2 separate regions of the Gossypium arboreum genome follow, and region 1 is linked to region 2. Evidence: chromatin contacts called from public Hi-C data. All regions are on one chromosome and are shown on one strand. The core of a region is the stretch at or near the end of the contact, and the rest is flanking DNA. Distances in the headings are between cores, read along the strand shown.

What was found. A called contact is a pair of places that touch in the nucleus more often than the background predicts.
Region 1: a contact with region 2 is called in a Hi-C map of leaf, with 2.7 times the contacts expected there. The contact joins the promoter of LOC108473839 here to the promoter of LOC108473467 in region 2. A contact is called at or near these places in 2 of 5 Hi-C or Micro-C datasets (both in leaf).

Annotation. Positions count from the first base shown.
Region 1 is chr11:101,492,057-101,496,436 of ASM2569848v2, reverse strand. LOC108473839 reads right to left here and starts at 2,900. Exons shown (of 12, transcript XM_017775622.2): 1 at 2,570-2,900; 2 at 1,733-2,492; 3 at 1,577-1,644; 4 at 1,108-1,190; 5 at 229-328. The coding sequence starts at 2,480.
Region 2 is chr11:101,305,906-101,310,561 of ASM2569848v2, reverse strand. LOC108473467 (splicing factor SF3a60 homolog) reads right to left here and starts at 2,044. Exons shown (of 12, transcript XM_017775035.2): 1 at 831-2,044; 2 at 629-742; 3 at 335-439; 4 at 69-211. The coding sequence starts at 1,004.

The sequences.
Region 1 (4,380 bases), core at 1,651-4,150, 190 kb before region 2:
CACAAATACAACAGTAACAAAATAAAGTCTTAAGTACCTTAATGCTATAATTAACTTATTTCTGTTCAATATCAAATACTCTAGAAGGTCCAAAGTACCAATCATATATATTATACATACATAGTAATGCTTGATAAACAAGTATAAATTACAATGAAAGTAAGTTAAACAAAATTACTACTTAATGTGAAGTTAAACAAAATTACTACTTAATGTGGAAGTACTTACCTCAAAAATCTTGGCAAGTAAAGCCATAAGTTTTGCGCTGAAATCCACGCCAACTAAAGAAGCCATGCCAGCAATGAAAGCTGCAAAAACTGCAGCATGCCTTTACAAAGAAACAAACAACATTAACTACATATACAACTGCTGCAAGGAGAAGAAAAATGAAAACAAGTACGACAATAAAATCCTAGCTAACCCGACTAATGGTAGTATGCAACAAACATGATATTCTGCTAATGTACTCTAATAAGGATCACAAGTATTGCATCTAGAAGGTAAATCACTTGTGCTTGATAAGGAATACAGTTATTACCACATGAAGAATGTATTGCTGGAATGAGAAAGTGGAGCTTCAAATCACACTATAAATATGCTTTCCACAGCTGTGTAGCTACTATTTTGGCTATATATATTGTGGAAAGATAGCAACAATAATTATTATTCATCTGACTTCCATTATAGCTATTCTAACCAAAAATAACGACAAATTAAAAATAAACAATAGTGATTTACCTTCCATTATTAATATTTCAACTGTTTCTTCCTCTGATTAACAAATATCAAATTGAATATTAGAATAACAATTACATCATGTTTAGTAAGCAAAAATTCATAAGAATTAAAATTTACTTTACTTGTCATAGTACAATGTCAAGTGCAAATTAACAATCAATGGCAATAAGTATAGGCACATTAAACAAAATTCCCATACATAGCATACATATAAACTGAAAAATTAGGTACTTTAAAGGAAAGATGACAGAATTAAAGAGGAAGGAGACCTTTTAGGAGAAAAAAAAAAAAAAAAAAAAAAAGAAAGGACTTTTTTTACTTATAATGGAGAATTATACAAATAAAGAGATAGGCAAGATTGCTCTTAACTGTTCATTGCCACGTGGACCATTGTAACAAGATGCCAAGACCTCCTCACTGATAATCTGGGAGCTAACACTGCGACTAACAGACTGTCAAAGAGTAAAATTATATAGTTAACATTATACCTTTTAATTTCCAAATGTAAAAGCAGAGGATACTGCATAGGCAACCGCATGCTAATTTCTTTGAAAACCTATCACAAGAATGGAAGTTGTTTTGGTATTATATTAACTTCCTAAAATTAACCAACAAACTCGTAAATGCAGTTTCAGTAAAACCACAGCCCCTGTATTAACCTAGTTGGAAACAACTGTACCAGTTTTATGCACTTATGCTAGAAAAGATTAATATAACAACCAATTATATTTACTCAGAGTGAGAGTGCATATATAGCTTAAATCAATTGCAGTAAGATTCAGAAGGCTTGATATGAAGTCTATTGAAACAAAAAGCTATAGACAGCATAGCAGCATACACGAAAAATTGTGGCCATTTCTCCTGTAATTGATTCCACGTTAGATTCAGAAAGCCTATTAAGAAGACCTGGAACATAGAGAAAAATAAGTGGCATGTCAAATTCCAAAAACGAGAAGTGAACTTACTAAAGTTCATTAAAAGTGAATATCCATACCTCGTACACGTCTGCGCATTCGAGTCTGCTCCTCTGATTCATTCTTTGTCTGGGATCTCAAGTGAGGAGCAACATATTTCCCGCTGCTCTCCATTCCAAGAGCCTTAGTTGAAATTTCACCTGACGCTACCTCTGCATTGTGGCATTCAGAATGCGGGGTAACAGAAAGGGCAGTTTCACCCACAATGTCACTTTCTTGTCCTTGCAGCAAAGACTTCCTCTTCTTACGCCTCTTTTGTGAAGGTGCCTTCACAGGAATTTCTTCCACTGTTGTCTCTGAATACTCCTCCCCTTCGGAAGCTTCATTAGTTGAGTCATCTCCAATATCATCTTTGATAGCCTGCTGCACTGACTTTTTCTTTTTTCGTTTCTTACTTAAAGAATGGTTCACAGCTTCCTCATCAGAAAATCCTTCAAATAAAATATTAAGCCCATCATCATCTCCCCTTAATTTACCACCCTTCACCTTGAGTTTCTTAGCAAGTTTCTTCTCCAATTCCAAGTCCTCTTGTGCAAGCATGTCCGAATTTGGCATCTCCATTTCAAGATACTCCTCGAACTTGGTTTTCGATGTTCTTTTCAAATCCTTCTTCGCTTTAGCTATCTTAGATTCATTAGCATCATGATCTTCCTCAGACTTCAATTCACTAACTCGTTGAACAATATCATTTTCTTTAACAAGCTGCATTCGTGAATTCTTTATTTTGTTCCCCTTTTTCGACTTTAAATTACCTGCTTTTCTCTTCATCCTCAGTGATTTCTGTAATCATAGAATTAACATCATATAACAGAGAGTGACCTTAGTTGTCCTACAATTTTTTTCCTAATTGTTCTCACCTTCGTTACCAGGACTCGGCAATCTGGGGTACAGGACCTGTGTCGACACTACCCGACACGGATTCCGACACAGGATACGGGTCAGATCCAGCATAAACTAGCGGACACGGCGGTGAATGCAAACTGAGATGAGAAGAGAAGAAAACAAAACTGATTTACGGAGACGAGACAGAGAAGAGGGACGATGGTAGGAGGAAGATGATAGAAGAAAGAGGAAAGACGGTTCAAAATAAATGAACAAAAATGTAGGGTTACTAAACGCTGTACTCTGGTGGCAAAAAAAAACCTTGTACCCTATATTATATTTAGGTTAAACTACAAAAATAATCCTATATCTTTGTTTAAGTTTACGTCTTGGTCATCAATGTTTCAATTCTAACAAGTAGGTCACAGGCGTTATCAATTAATAACAATTTGGTCACTTTCCATTAGCAGCCATTAAGTGTTGGACAAATACATAGCTGGCCCATCAAATGGTGACGTTGTTATTATCACATAATTTAAATATATATTTTTAAATTTTTTTCTTATTATTTTTCTTCCTTTTATAACTCTATCCACCATTGTCGAGAGCTTCTATCAAAGGCCACCAAAATGAAGATCTTCATTCTTCAAAAATCTTCATCCTCATCAAAGTTCATTTAAAAAACACAGTTCTTGTTATTTAAGCAGCCTGAAGGTTAATTACTGAAGACTTGTCAGTATCCAGTTTTGAGATATCAATTACTTCACTTGAATCAAGTTCATGTCGAACTGGTTGCAATAACAATCAACAAAACACATATATCAATAGAATTGAAAGCATTGTAATTTTGAAATTATTATTACCATGGGTGTAAGACTTGAAATTTACAATTATTAGAAAAGTGCATTTTCGAGTCATTGTTCTAGTAAAACGGGTTCATAAATATTTATTAAAAATATTTACGAAGTTAATTGTGAGGTTAATTAGGTTTTGGCTAGGCAAATTAGCTTGAATTAAGGTTAATTTAGTGTAAGGATTAAATTGAATAAAGCGTGAAAGTTTAATTGTAGAATAAAGAAAAGATGAGGGACTAAATTAGCAATTAAGCCATAAGTGCTAAGTGTGTGGTAAAAATAAAATACATATGTATTAAATAATATACATATACATTTGTAATAAATATATGTATTTACTTTTAATTTAAGAAATAATTATTAAGTTAATATAATATAATCTAATAAAACATAAATTAAATAAAGAAATAAAGAAACAAAGTTAGAAAAGAAATAGAATAGCCAAACCAAAAACAGGGAGAAGAAAGAAAAGAAAGAAAGAAATGGGAAATAGAGGTTTCAAGGTTTAAAGCTTAATAGCTAACGTTGAACCGGAAACATTGGCTAAAAAGGGAAAAGAGAAAGTCAACAACGAGTGACTCAAAAAAATACGGTTTGTATTTCTATAATCCGAATTTAATTATTAATTGTTGAATTTTGATTATATGTGTATGAAAAGATATTAAGGTAAGTATTAGTGTTTTGATATTGAATTGAATGTATGTGAATTTGTGATTAATATGAATTTGAATATTGGATAATTGTGGTGTTGAATTGAATAAAATGGAATTGAATTGAGTATTATTTGTTATTATATTGATACTGAATTGAGACTACGATGATTTGTGACTATTGTGAAATTGATATTGAAATGTATAATTACTATGAATTGAGAAATGAATTGAATACCCTATTAACTATATTGGGTTGAGTCAGATATAGTTGGCATACCATAGGATTAGAAGTGTTCAGGGATACTTCGACCTCGAGTCGATGAGGCACTATATCTGTCG
Region 2 (4,656 bases), core at 795-3,294:
AAGAAATTAAGCTGTGGTAAAGCACCTAAAGAAAAGCAAGATTAAAAATAGAATTGAGCATATTTTACCGTGTTGACTTCAATTTCCAAGGGATATTGTGCGGCTGTGAAAAGACGTCGAGGTAAGCTGAGTATTCAATTTTGGATCCAAATTTAGAATTAATGTACTGATTGAACAATTCGTGCAGGTCCAGGTACCGACCAAAGGCTTCCTGAAATGAATAGCTAACAAATAACACCAGATGGCAGAAAGAAAATACCACATAAAATAGGAAATTACAGCAACAAAAGGTGCTTAATTGTATGCAAGTGTTGGGGAGGGGGTGAGAAGAGACCTCGCCACTGAACTCAATAACTGGTTCTTCCTTGAGTAAAGCCTCATCATCTTCATTAGCATTGACAAGTCGAGCAGCCGGGTGCTTTCTATGGTACTCACGAATCTGCATTTGAGTAACAATTACTTCACTAAACATCAATTTTGGATTAAATTTCTCCTCCTTTGCTAAAACAAAAACTTTGAAAATCAAAATCACTCAGATTTATTCATGCTTCTAAGAAAAAAGCAGGATTAGTACAAAATTCCAGGTTAGCATTTTTGTCTCCAGGTTAAAAACAAAGTAAACAGTTACCTCCTTCAATCTATCATAAAATGCACTAAAGACATTAATTCCAGTAGCCGTTTGACCTCCAAGAGCAGCAATTTCATCTTTCCTAGCATTGTCTTTATCTTCGTATATCTCAATCTGAAGCCGTTCAAAAATAAATACAAAAATAAACACAAAATAAAGATATAGCAGTAACTCAATTTCACATAGGATAGGGAAGTATTACTAGCTTCTCAGTGGTGGAGATGATGGTGTCAATATTATTGCGGACGCGGTGGCTCTGATACAATCTATCTTTGGCAGTAGGCGGATCATTTTGCAGGTCCTTCACTATAAGCCGCTCAAGCTGTTCCACATCTTCATGAGCAGCCCGAGTCACCTCGAGTAGAGTCGACGACATCTCGGCTTCCGGTTGGCTTAGCTGATTCAACCAGTCTAGGGTTTGTTTATCTCAGCCAATAATTAAAACAGCACCTGAAAAAGGCATAAAGGAGGTTAGTAAGAGAGAGAGAGTACAAGGAAACAAAGCTGCGCCAACCCAACAACTCTCTCCTCTCGGCTCCCACCATCCCTACTCCCTCTCTGACTATCATCCTTAGCCCCATTGCGGCCACCAAATGGCCCTCTCTTAAACCCCTACTAACCAAGCCTTATCGAGTCCACCAGTAAACACCATCCTTCACAACCATAGTCTCACACGAAACATGTGCTCTATTGACCCCAAACTCCAGCCATTAACCCAACAACCTTCACTCACTGTTCAACATGCATCACCTAAACTACTATTAGCACCATCCCTAAACCCTGAATAACCCAGCAAACCCCCACTCAAGCCTGTCACAACCATATCACCGCACACGTACACTATCACCATTTCTAATCCCTACCACACTACCTCCTAACCGATCCCCTAAATCAACACCCATAACCAAACCAAAAGTCAGCAAACAAAGAAAGAAAGAAACCGGAGAAGCAATTAAAAGGAGGAGCCATCCCTTACAGATCTTTGAAACCAAAGCACTAGTCAAAATCCGGATAGTGGGGAAGCCATCAAAGTCGAGGACAAGCCGCGAGTCAAAACCGGTGGCTGATTGGACGGCAGGCGAAGGCGGTGTTCGGTGACGGAGCAAGGTATTATAGAGTTATTCTAGTTTGCTTTGTCTGTGGTGAGAACTGTTTTTAGTGATTTTCTTTGTATATTTAGAAAATAGAGAATGAATGGCTTAGTTTGAGTTTGAGAAAGGCTTGAATGGTACCGATTACGGTGTTAAACAGCGGCGGCGGATTTCTTTAAGGGTTTGGATGCGATTTCTTGCGCGTGGAAGGAGAGAGGTTCTGGTAAGTGAAATGATTCATGGGAAAGTGAAAATATTTAAATGGGTAAAACTACCGTGGAGACCCTAATTTTACTAGGGGCTGATATGATGGTACAAGAAGAGAAAGACAAAAAAATACAATTTTTTTTAAAATATTTAAAATAAATACAATTTTTATGATTATTTAAAATATATATATATAAAAATAGTTACTTAAATGATGTATTTTTTCGTACCTGAAACGTTTTTTTTAAATAGGTATTTAAAGTTCTAGATATTAACGGTTAATTTTATTAAAAAATTCAAACCAATCAAATTATGATAAGTTTAAGTATGAGATAAAAATATTTACAATTTTAATTAAACATTTCACATGTCATAATTTGATTGGTTTGAATTCTTTATTTACTAAGAGTTGACTGTTGGTACCTAAAATGGTAACTAAATAAAACTTTAGGAATTTACTTAAAAAAAAACTTTATACCTAAAGTGGTAACAGATTAAAAATATCATGTGTCACAATTTGATTGGTTTGAATTTTGTTTTTAAAGAGAGTTAACAATTGATTCCTAAAGTGATAACAGAATAAAAGTTCATGTACCTACTTTAATAAAAAAAAGTTAGGTGCTTAAATAGGAAAAGTTACATAATTTAAGTACCTAAAGTGGTAACAAATTAAAATCATCATGTATCATAATCTGATTAGTTTAAATTTCTTTTAACAAGAGTTAATAGTTTATACCTAAAGTGATAATAGAATAAAACTTTAGGGACCTACTTTGATTTAAAAAAACTTTCAACACCTAAATAAGAAAAGTTGCATGGTTAAGTACTTACTTTGATATTTAAGTATCTCGACATTTGAACTTGGACAAGGATAGTCATATTTATCCTAAACATGAATTTTCAAGTAATTATAAAAAATAAAGAAAATTATTTTAAATTTAGTAAGAATTATGAGAATTATAAAAGGGTTAATATATACAAGGGTATCTTAATTTCATAAGTTATGTTAAATTAAGCTTTTATTTGATGATATGTTTTAATATAACAAATTAAAGTGTAAAGTTAAAGTTGAATAAAATTGACAAAATGATTTCTCAAATGAAGTCTAAGAGATAAAATTTTGAATCTTTACCTTAAAACTCTTAGGAAATTTTTGGATCAACCTTAAAATCAAGTTAAAAAGTATCAGTACTTTTTGGCCAAGTATCGATAGTTTTCAAAATATCAACACCTCATTTAAATATGGTACCAAATTGGCATTATGTTTTTCACAAATTCAGCTAACTATCAATTCGCTATCGATACCTTTCATATGATATAGATAAAATTTGTCTAGTACCGATATTTCAGCTCCAATAGTCACTGAATTTTGCATTTAATGCAAAATTTATCAATACCATTTTAACTGGTATCAATACTCACTGTTGTAACTGAATTAAATGCATTGGTTTTCACATCCCCAATGGCTTTATTCATATCTCCAACAACCACAACAGTTGAAAATCAATTAGGGGTATAAATACTAGCTTCTAAAGATCCTACAACAACAAGAAAGTATATTCAAGTAAAAAGATCAATCAAACAACCGTTGTGCCAAATATTTCCATACTTTTCTTTCATACACTTGTGATCTTTATTTTTATTCCATTTGCTCAAGTGTTCTTCATTGTAATTGAATTTAATTTGCATACACATTGATCTAGTAAGGATTATTTCTTTGTTTGCTTCTTTTTTTATCTTTGAGAGAGTTTGTATCTTAAGGTTTGAGTAGAAACCTTAAGTCAGTTTGTAAGGTTAAACCTTCTCCTCAAAGGTTATCAAATTAGTGAATTTGAGAAACTCCTTAGTAGTGGAAAGCTAAGGTAGTGGAGTAGGCAATTGGGACCGAACCACTCTAAATTCTTGTGTCAAAATTTTCTATCCTTTCTCTCTAGCTTTCACAAAGATTTTAAAAGTTAATTCACCCCCTCTTGGAAATTTCGGTTTGATTATTTGATCTAACAATTGATATTAAAGATAGTCTCTTTTAGATAGGTTAACAACTAAAGAGGAGATCCTTGAGGAAGCTCAACAATCATCAACTTAATTCCTACAATGATGTCTACTTCCGGCTCAAATTTTCTTGGTGAGTCTTAATTTATGTCCAAGTCTCCTTATTTTAATGGTGTTAATTATTCATATTAGAAGACAAGGATGATGATATTCATCCAAGCAAATGATCTTACTATTTGAGACATTCTCATGGATGACCCTTCAATACCACTCAAGCAAGAAGGAGAACTCTTATTTCCAAAGAGTAAGAAAGAATGGAACGAAGAATATAGAAGAAGTATTCAGCTCAACGCCAAAACTATGCACACTCTCTTTTATGCACTTGGTCCGGATAAGTAGAGTAGAGTATCATCATGTTCGAGTGCCAAGGAGATATGGGATAAACTTGAGGTTAACTCATGATGGAACTAGCCAAATAAAGAAGTAAAAAGTGGGAATCCTCACTCTCAATTACCAGACCTTTAAGATGAAGCCTTAGGAGGACACCAAAGTTATGTCTGATAGATTCATCATCATCATTAACGAGCTAAAATCCTATGGAAAGACCTATCCTAATGAAGAAGTTGTGAGGAAGATGCTTTGAAGCTTGCCTAAATCATGGGAAGCCAAGGTGACCACAATTGAAAAATAAAGAATCTAGAAAAGTTGACTTTGGATGAGCTCATCAATTCTTTGTTT